Regions from separate parts of the Mus musculus genome. Here region 1 is linked to region 2. A link is a contact called in public Hi-C data. All regions are on one chromosome and are shown on one strand. The core of a region is the stretch at or near the end of the contact, and the rest is flanking DNA. Distances in the headings are between cores, read along the strand shown.

Region 1 (5,039 bases), core at 769-3,268, 110 kb after region 2:
CCTGGAAAATGATCTTAAAGTTCTGGTCCATGCTCCTGTTGCCAAGTGCTGAGATGACAGGTGTGAGCTATCACACCTGGCTTTTTCCTCTGTGTGCGTGCGTGTGTGCATGCGTGTGTGTGATGAGGTTAGCTAATGTTGGTCACAAACTCCTATGTAGCTGAACTCCTGATCCTCCTATTTCTAATTCTGAAGTGCTGGGATTATGAGTCTGTACCACCAATCATAATCCTCAATTCTTAGAATTTTGCCTAGTTTCAACTGGAATCTACATCCTCAGCCTTCTTACCTCAGGGTGTTCATGGTCAGTCTCATGGTCTGAGCTCCTTGCTGTCCTCCATGCTCTAGGAGATAGTGAAATGTGTCAGTTGTGATGGAGTGGGTGTTTCCCCTGTAACGCAGTAGGGAATCTGCGTTAGCCCTGCTCTGGTTTAGGGGCATTAAGACCTAACAAACCGACTGCAGTTAAAGGAGGAATGGTGGAAGGCGGAGTGGAGGTGGTTTTCTGTCCCTGACAGGCTTACCAGTGCTTGTATTAAATGTCTCCGTTCCTATTCTGATTGTCTGTGGTCGTTAACAGGTTTGAGTCCAGAAGTGAATGAATTGCTGATGGAAGCCCAGCTGCTCCAGGTATCCCTTCCTGAAATTCAGGAGCTTTATCAGACTCTACTTACTAAGCCAAGCTCTGTTCAGCAAGCTGACCGAAGTTCACCAGTTAGATCCAGCAGTGAGAAGGTGAGTGAGTCGAAGATGTATAGCTTGTGCTTGCCAGTGTCCTTCTCACTAATTATTTTGCAAAGGGGGTGGCTGTGTCTTTGAGCCACGAGAGCACACAAACTGTCTGCCTCACAGCTATGTTCTACAAAAGGACAGACACTGGCACCACTGGTAGCAATTTGGGTGTCACAGCTTAGATTTCAGTCATGGATTTTTACATCTACATTTTTCTTTTTTCTTTTTAAGGAACTCTTCTTATTGCTCCCAAATGGTAATATTGAGAAGTAGACCTATTTTCCTCTATAGAAGCATTGCTATAAAGATGAAAATACAATTATAGCTGAAAGGGCTTTTTGTTAATAAATGTTTTAAGAATGCTAGCGAGCAGACGCTTCTCATCTCTGTAGGTCAGAGATCAGTGTAGCCAGAGCTGCGGCTGTGGAGGCTGAGCTGCTTATCCTAGACCTGACAGACACTGGAATGTCTGCTGGGCCCCTTTCATTCATGTTGCAGGTTTTGTTTTTGTTTCAAGACAGGGTTTCTCTGTGTAGCCCTGGCTGTCCTGGAGCTCACTCTGTAGACCAGGCTCGCCTTGAACTCAGAAATCTGCCTGCCTTTGCCTCCCAAGTGCTGGGATTAAAGGCGTGCGCCACCACTGCTCGGCTCGTGTGTATTTTTGTGTGGTATGTTTATACTTTCACATGTGTATGTACAGGTGTGCGCGCACACACACACACATATGCTTGTGATGCAGTTCCTGGTGTTAATGTGTAGAATTGTGGATTGCTCTCCACCTGATTCATTGAGATTAGATCTCTGAATTGGACTCAGAGATAGCAGATGACTAACTTTTTTCAGGAATCCCTTATCTCTGCCTTGCAAGGCTGAAACCACAGACGAGCCACCACAGCCTCAGAGCATTGACATTGACATTTGGGGTCCTCTTGCTTTTATGGCAGAGGACACATTAACCGCTGAGTCACCTCCCCAGGCCCTGTAGCATCCCCTCTCTCAGCACTGTTAAGAAGCTTCTGCTCGTAGGGCGTGGTGGCGCACGCCTTTAATCCCAGCACTGAGGCAGAGGCAGGCGGATTTCTGAGTTCGAGGCCAGCCTGGTCTACAAAGTGAGTTCCAGGACAGCCAGGGCTATACAGAGAAACCCTGTCTTGAAAAACAAAAAAACAAAACAAAACAAAACAACCAAAGCAGCAGCAGCAGCAGCTTCTGCTCGGTTGTGCTCTGCGCAGAGCCGTCACCAGTGTCCCCAAGAGTGTAATCAGGATGAAACACACCAGGGAAGACTGAGTCACAGGGAACAAGATCTGGGTGAAAGGTACCCTAAAATTGACCACAGCCAACCTAGTCGTCACTCCTGTGAGGTTGCGATAGATAGCCTTCACAAATGCTTACTCACCTAAGGATTTGGTAAAATGGACGGTCTGTGTATGTCTTTTCTCTGCTGTTACTAGCAGGCCGCATTGAAGTTTGGTATCCCCAGCTCGCCAACAGTGCTGAGCGAAGGGAGTTAAGCTGGCTGTGGAGACTGAAGCTGTGGAGATGGTAGCAGCGGTTAGGATGCAGGGTTCTCATTTGCACGTTTTTCTTTAGTTCAGTTTTGGTAATGGGCAAATTTCTTTAGTTCAGTTTTGGTAACGGGCAAACTGAGAGCTAACACTGAATTTGCCATCTCCCACACAGAACGATTGCCTTCGAGGGAAACGAGATGCAATCAACAGTCCTGAGAGGAAACTGAAAAGGCGCCCAGAAAGAGAAGGCCTTCCTAGCGAGCGGTGGGATCGAGTTAAACACATGCGGACCCCCCAAAAGAAGAAAATCAAACTGAGTCACCCCAAGGACATGGACAGTTTCAAGTTAGAAAGAGAGCGTAGCTATGACTTAGTGCGTAATGCTGAAACTCATTCCCTGCCCTCAGACACATCCTACTCCGAACAGGAGGACTCTGAGGATGAAGATGCCATCTGTCCAGCTGTGAGCTGCCTGCAGCCAGAAGGAGATGAGGTCAGTGAGGTTTGGGCCATAGAGGACGCGCTTTCCCCTAACTCAGAAACCCTGTAAGCTAGACCTCGTCTCCTTGGGTCTTTCTCTTCTGCTTGTCTGCTTTGAGCTGATCTGAGTGGATTGCTCAGTTCTCCCCTCCTGATAATCTCTGCTTTTAACATCGTCCTGGGTCTCCTCCTTTTCTTGAAGAAACTCTCGTTCTTCCTTTTATCCTTCTCTCGCTCCTCCAGCTTTCACCGTCCCGGCGCTCAGAAGGTGGGAGGGATGCTGATGGAGTGAGTGCCCTTTTGCTTACTGTCACAGGGCAGCACTGTCTACCCCAAAGCAGGCACAACCTGAAGAGTGACTCTGCCTCCCAGCTACACTCCTGTGGTTAGCTGTTGTGCCAGAGGCCCCAGTGCGGGGACAGTGGCAAACGGCCTGCCCGATTTTGAATGGCATTGTTTCCTCTGAACCCCCCATCTCCCTGCTCTTTGTAACCAGGTGGACTGGGTCCAGTGTGATGGCAGCTGCAATCAGTGGTTTCACCAGGTCTGTGTTGGTGTCTCTCCAGAGATGGCAGAGAAGGAAGACTACATCTGTGTGCGCTGTACTGGGAAGGACGCACCAAGCCGAAAGTAAAAACAAAACACACACTCACTTCATGTAATTCAGGACTCCAATAAAGAAGATTTCCTCAATCTCAGCAAAGCTACAGGACTGGGGTCGAGCCAGCCTGTACACGGTGCTATTTCTATTCCTTATGGGATCATTTTTCCAGAACTCTTTGAAAAAAAGAAAAAACAACTAAAAAAATTTTGACACTTTTTTGTAATTTTTTTCCTTAAAAGCTGTTTGTGGTTGTTGAAGTTTAAAATGCTGACTGTTTTTTGCAGGGGTCTCTACTGATTACGAAGGTATTGGAGTTTGCACCTTTTTGTGTACAGCAAAACATTGTACTTCTGCCTGGGATATGCCGGCTTAAGAGTCCAACTCAGTTTCAGAGCCCAGCAGGGGCACCAGAATTCCAGTAACCCTCACAGAGCAGCCGCGCTCCTTTGTCTGTCACCACATTGGGGGGATTTTAAGTTTTTACTTTGGGGTTTTTGTTCCTTTCTTTCTCCCCTTTTCCTTTCTGGTAGGCTAGGTTTATTTATCTCAGCAATAACTTCTATGTTGGTTTCAGTGGCTGGAATTAAAACAAAACAAACTTCTAAACAGTGTGTTGGTGCTTTAGCATTTGGCTCATGTACAGAAAGCAAATGTCTAGTTTCTGGTGTCACTGCACTAGTGATTTAGGAAGAGACTGCGCTGTAAGTAATCGCCCGCCACGGCTGTATTTTGGCTTTCTCCCTACTCAGTCCCCCACCCCCACCCTTTTTTTTTTTTTTTTTTTTTGGTAGAATGTATCAAATGTTGCAGTTTATATTGTGGAATAATAAATCCTTGGTCCTATTCTAACACTAGACTACAGCTTCTTCTGCCCTTCCACCTCGTGGGCCTGCAGAACCAGAAGGGTTGCTTGCTTCTGCTTCTTCCCAGGCAGGCAGCCGCAGAAGTGTGTTTGCTCTAGGAGACTCTGTAGCCTTATTCTCTGGGTGGGCCTGTGCCTTCATGCCCCACTAATAAAGAATCCCTGTCTTTAAAGACCAGAGCCAGTCCTTTAAGCCATGTTCTTTTTCAGTAAGCCCTCAGAATATTGGAGTGGTCCCCAAATCACTCCAGACTGTAAGACAGCTCTCCTATGGAATGCTTTTATTGTCATTGAATTGACAGGGAAGTTTGGTTGAGATGTGGTCCATCATCTTAGAGGCTCAGATCTGTTGTATCAGTTGAGGGGGACCTTGGGCCTGCCTGGGATTTCTCTGCCATCTATGTAATTTCATCAGTCTCTCTGGTTGTGGACAGCCGATACCAGTTTCCCCTGATCTGCAGAGAGGAAGACTTCCAGTGAGCAGAACAGGCTCTTGCTCACTTTTCTCCTAAGTTGTTGCAAGCTCTTGTTTTCCTCACTGTCTGTAGCCATAAGCCTGATGGTGGGCAGAGTTAGCAGACCTTTAATAAAACATCAAAAAGCAGTTTGTGAAATAGCGAAAATTTAAATGTACTGTCCCCTATGCAATCCAGGTAATTAAATCTGTTTAAGAATAACCCAGTGGTCTGCAGTGTCCTGCAGTGCTGTGATGTCTCTTCTTGTCTGGGGATGAAAGTAAGCTTTGAAGAGGGCATTACTGAGCCTGGGGTGCACCTTAGTGGGAGAGCACAAGCAAGACTCTGCTTCCTATGCGTGGCACTGTCCAAGGAAGTAAATATGTGTCAAAGAA
Region 2 (4,568 bases), core at 459-2,958:
CCAGCCCAGGCTCCCAAAGGTGCTCAGGCCCCCAAAGGTACCCAGGCCCCTGTGAAGGCCCCATAGAAATGACTCCTGCCAGTGTGAAGACAGACGGACTGCTGTGACACACCTCCCCACACAGTATTTGCAGATGACCAGTGTCCTATGCTGTTCTTACAAATAAACTCAGGCAAGATCTGTTAAAAAAAAAAAAAAAAGAAGAAGATTACCATGAACAGGAAATGGGAGAACCACGAACTGCATCTGTTACCGCAGACGTCATTCCGCTGTGCTTTCTATCTATCCAGCCATCCCCTAGGGGGAGCTCTGTGTCCTGCTTGGTGTTGGATTTGGGCTTGGAAGCTTGAATAGCCGGCTCTACCCAGAGTTCCTCCCACTTCTCTTGGCTGCTTCCTCGCTTGCCCAACTATCTGGTCCTAACCTTCTTTGAACTGTGATCTATGTCTATCAGCCCCGCTTGTTGTTCTTGGACTCTGTAGATCCCTCCAGCTGGGAGAGCCTCCTTTAGCTCTTAAATGCTTTTCCAGTTTGCTCCTTAGTCTGAGAGTGAGGCCAGCTGGAGCCAGTTCTTTGGCTCTAGTGCTCTACAGCGTTGGTGTAGACATGGTCAGCGCTGCAGTAGAAACTGGGGCCTTTGGGTTCTGTGCTCCCCTCCTCAGAATGAAGGTAAAACAAAGCGTCTCCTGGGCTTTTTGTTGTTGTTTGTTTGTTTGTTTGTTTTTCGAGACAGGGTTTCTCTGTGCAGTCCTGGCTGTCCTGGAACTCACTCTGTAGACCAGGCTGACCTCAAACTCAGAGATCCACCTGCCTCTGCCTCCCAAGTGCTGGGATTAAAGGCATGCGCCACTGCCGCCCGGCCTCCTGGGCTTTTTTTTTAGACCTTTCTTGTACTGTCATTATGCACATAATTGGTTGATGGATGCCTTTCTGGCCCAAGGAACACTATCAGAATTGCTAGGGTACTTGGTAAACCTGCAGGTTCTGAGGTTCCAGGGTGGGGTGGGATGTGACGATTTGTCTAGAGTCAACCATCTCACCTGTCCTGTCTAGGCCACCTGTGCCAAGAACTCCAAGCCTCTTGTATGCTTTCTTTATCTCTATAGAGGTAAAGCAAAATGACGTAAGATCCATTTGGGTGATGATGGGAGTTTTTATATCTTCATTGGTTTGGTTATATAATTTCTATTTCTTGTGTGGTTTGGTTATATAAGTATACAGGCTTGTGAAACCATTCGTTCTACATATAAAATATAGGAGTATAAACTATACTTCAAAATCTTTACTATGTGGAAGGGAATGAAAATGTATTTAGGTAATCACTGTATGAACAGTCAAGTGTTCCCTAAGAGAGAGGGGTTCTAGACAAGGGACATGCCACCTGTATCCTTAACAGTGATGTCCCTTCTGTAGACAGACCAGTACACTGTGCCCAAGAGCTTGCTGACCTTCCAGCACCATGAGGCAGCTCAGCTTGGTTTTTAACTCCCTGCTAAAACAACCCTACCTTTATCTCAAGTAAAAAGTTGGGTTTTTTTTTTTCTCTCTACCCAGACCCTTAAGTATCCACAGCACTTGGAGAGCCCTACAACTCCACCTTTAAGTCTCAACACAACTCTGACGTCCTCAGGCTGGACCTTCGTGGTAAACTGCAAGGCCAGCTATGACATCTGTCACTGCAGCTTGAACATTGAGCTTTTGACCTACAACAGGTTCATTGGCCAGGTCATTTCTGCCATCGCCAATACCAGGTATTTGATGGTGCCCTCGGTGTGGACCTTTTGGAGTTCCAGGTCATTTTGGTACCCTGCCCTAGTGGCATTTTTTTTTTTTTAGTATTTTATTGGGTTCTTATATCTCTACCTCTCGTCTAATACTTATCCTACCCTGATCCCTTCTGACCCCCAACACTAGGTAGGAGAGAAAGATGGTTAGAGGGGAAAGGGGCTGTAGATATCTTTAAGCCAACAAAATAGACTATTTCCTGCTGATTAGGGACGTTGAGGTCCTTGGGGCAAGTCTAATCTTTGTCGTCAGGATATCTCCAACTTCTTGTCAAACTTCAACAGCAGCAGCCAGAAGCAGCAGCCTCTTTCCATAGTGCCCTGGCCCTTCCTGGGGCTCTGGGAGTTATACCCTCTCCAGAGTCCCCAGCATTGAACTATATGTAACTGGCAAAAATCACACCCCTGCTAGTTCACAAGGCAAAACATAATCACCGGCTGTGAAGCAGCCTCTTATCCCACACCTGGGATTAAAATGAAAACACAGTCACATAACATAACTGGGTTTTTAAAGAAACCAGAATTCGCAGTGCTCTACCCTGGATCCAGTCTCCACTGATGACCTCTGTCCCTGCTGAGAAGGCCCACCATAAGCAGCTCTGTGTCAAAGATCAGTGAGCCTTGAACTTTCTAATCAGTTGGTCAGGAACGGTGAGTACACGGCCTGCCATCTGCTCTACCATGGAAACTTAGTGCCTGTGAATGGGCAAGCTGCTATTGCTGCCGACAAGTCCTAGGGCAACATCCAGTTTGTAAACTGGTGTCCCACAGGGTTCAAGGCAAGTTGAAGGTGAAGAGAAAGATTAGCACATAACCTGTGTGGTTCCTAGGAGAAATTCCAGGAGACATAAATGCACTAGGACTGGAAAGGATAGGGCAGGTAACCCTCAATTTGTCTGAGAAGTGAGGCATATGGGCCAGAAGCCAAAGGAGTGGCTTCCTTGTTCAGATATACCAGGGCAGGACCACGATAGGGCTCACCATCTGAAGGGAATTGCTCCCCACCTCCACAGTGTCTTGCTACGTAGATCACTCTAACCAGGAGCTTGAGCTTCTCCTGCCGCAGCCTCTGGGGTGCGGAAATTGTACATGTGCATCACACATCTGGCTCCGAGAACAATTTGGGACATACAGAAAGGCCTTCATCAGATTAGAGTGTGCAGAAGGCTTCTTGTGCTCTGCACTTGTAAATACTGTCATTTCCTCTTGTAGTAATAAACGTATTTAATCTCCACCTTGTGACCCGCCCCATTCCTAGGGTGCTGGCATAGTTTTATGGGGTTTTTACTCTAGGACAGTGGTTCTCAACCTTCCTAATGCTGCAGGCCTTTTCTATAGTTCCTCACATTGTGGAGATCCCTGCCCCCCCCCATAAAATTATTTTCGTTACTGCTTCACAACTAATTTTATTACTGTTATAAGTTATAATGTAAATATCTGATATGCAGGATATCTGACATGGGACCCCTCTGGGGGTCTCAACCTACAGGTTGAGAACTACTGCTCTAGCATAAGACTTTAGAAAAATTAAACATAGCGGTGGTGACATTAGAAAGCATACTCTGGGGGATGGAGAGATGGGATGGTTCAGTGGTTAAGAGCATGGGCTGTTCTTCCAGAGGTCCTGAGTTCAATTCCCAGCAACCACACAGTGGCTCACAACCATCTGTAATGGCATTCAGGTATACACGCAGATAGAACACTCATGAACATAAAATGAATAAATAAATCTTAAAAAAAAAAAAAGCAAGCTCTGTCTTCTGTGCTGTCACACTGCTATGAAGGTGACCACAAGGGACGGGAGGCAAGGAGGCCTGGGCCCCTGCACTTACAGGTCATAGTTATTTGCTGACGTAAGGAGTGTTCTGTAGTTCAGACTGCAAAGCAGGGAACATCTTGGGATACAGCTGTTGTCATTCCCACATTAGGAAAGATTTAGCTACTCTGAGAAAGACTCACCGCCTTTAGGAACCGGTGAACTTGCTGCCCTCAATGGCACTGGCTGGAAGTGACTATTTTGTTTAGAAGGGGAAACAACCTTGATTATGATATATATTTATGTTTAGTGTTTTTATGCTTAATTTGTATTTACTTTTTAAAAGGATTTTACTCTTTTTAACTATGTGTGTGTGTGTGTGTGTGCCTTTGTGGGAGTGTGTGCACATGAATACAGGGACTGGAGGAGGCCAGAGGCGTTAGGTCCCATGGAACTGGAGTTACAGGCTGTGGTTAGTCATTGTGTCAGAGTTGGGAGTGGCCTGGGTCTTCTGCAAGAGCAGTAAGCTTCCAACTACCGAGCCCTCTCTCTAGCTCCACAGCCATTCTTGTTTGTTTGAAGACTGAGTTTCTCCATGTCATCCTGGCTGCCCTGGAACTCACTCTGTAAACCAGGCTGGGCATGAACTCTCAGAGATCCACCTACCTCTGCCTCTCTAGGACTGGGATTAAAGGTGTGTGCCACCACTGCCCGGCTCCACATCTATTTTTATACCTAGCAAAATTAATAATACTTCCCCACATAAGGGGATACCAAATAAAAGCACTAAATGAGGACTGGTGGGGTGGTTCGACAAGAGAAAGGCAGTGCCTGCCAAGCCTGAGGGTCGAGTGTGATCCCTTGGAGCCCACAGAGTGGGAAGAGAACTGACACTGGCAAGCTGTTCTCTGACATGCATGCTGTGCCATGTGCACACACACACACACACACACATGCACACATACTCATGTACACACACACATGTGCATGCACATACACATGTACTCATACACACAGGCACACACATG

What was found. Hi-C and Micro-C count contacts between places; a contact is called where the count stands out from the background.
Region 1: a contact with region 2 is called in a Hi-C map of the G1E-ER4 cell line, with 3 times the contacts expected there. The contact joins two enhancer-like sites. A contact is called at or near these places in 1 of 39 promoter capture datasets (embryonic stem cells), 29 of 484 Hi-C or Micro-C datasets (the AML12 cell line, the BV-2 cell line, the C2C12 cell line and 14 more), 4 of 115 datasets of contacts at active chromatin or transcription factors (bone marrow-derived dendritic cells and embryonic stem cells) and 4 of 9 other capture datasets (adipose tissue, embryonic stem cells, liver and 1 more).

Annotation. Positions count from the first base shown.
Region 1 is chr1:134,628,018-134,633,056 of GRCm38.p6, forward strand. It overlaps Kdm5b (lysine (K)-specific demethylase 5B), which reads left to right. Exons shown (of 27, transcript NM_152895.2): 25 at 581-735; 26 at 2,416-2,736; 27 at 3,220-4,861. The coding sequence ends at 3,357. Among named protein-coding and RNA genes, the nearest start is that of Kdm5b, 70 kb to the left of the region's middle. Within about 2 kb of position 2,019, at least 6 of the 459 cell types and tissues checked have an H3K27ac peak or open chromatin away from gene starts, as enhancers often do. A contact at or near this core is called in the G1E-ER4 cell line, where this site is marked.
Region 2 is chr1:134,518,498-134,523,065 of GRCm38.p6, forward strand. It overlaps the pseudogene Gm15454 and the pseudogene Tuba5-ps. Among named protein-coding and RNA genes, the nearest start is that of Gm46159, 7.1 kb to the right of the region's middle. Within about 2 kb of position 1,709, at least 18 of the 459 cell types and tissues checked have an H3K27ac peak or open chromatin away from gene starts, as enhancers often do. A contact at or near this core is called in the G1E-ER4 cell line, where this site is marked.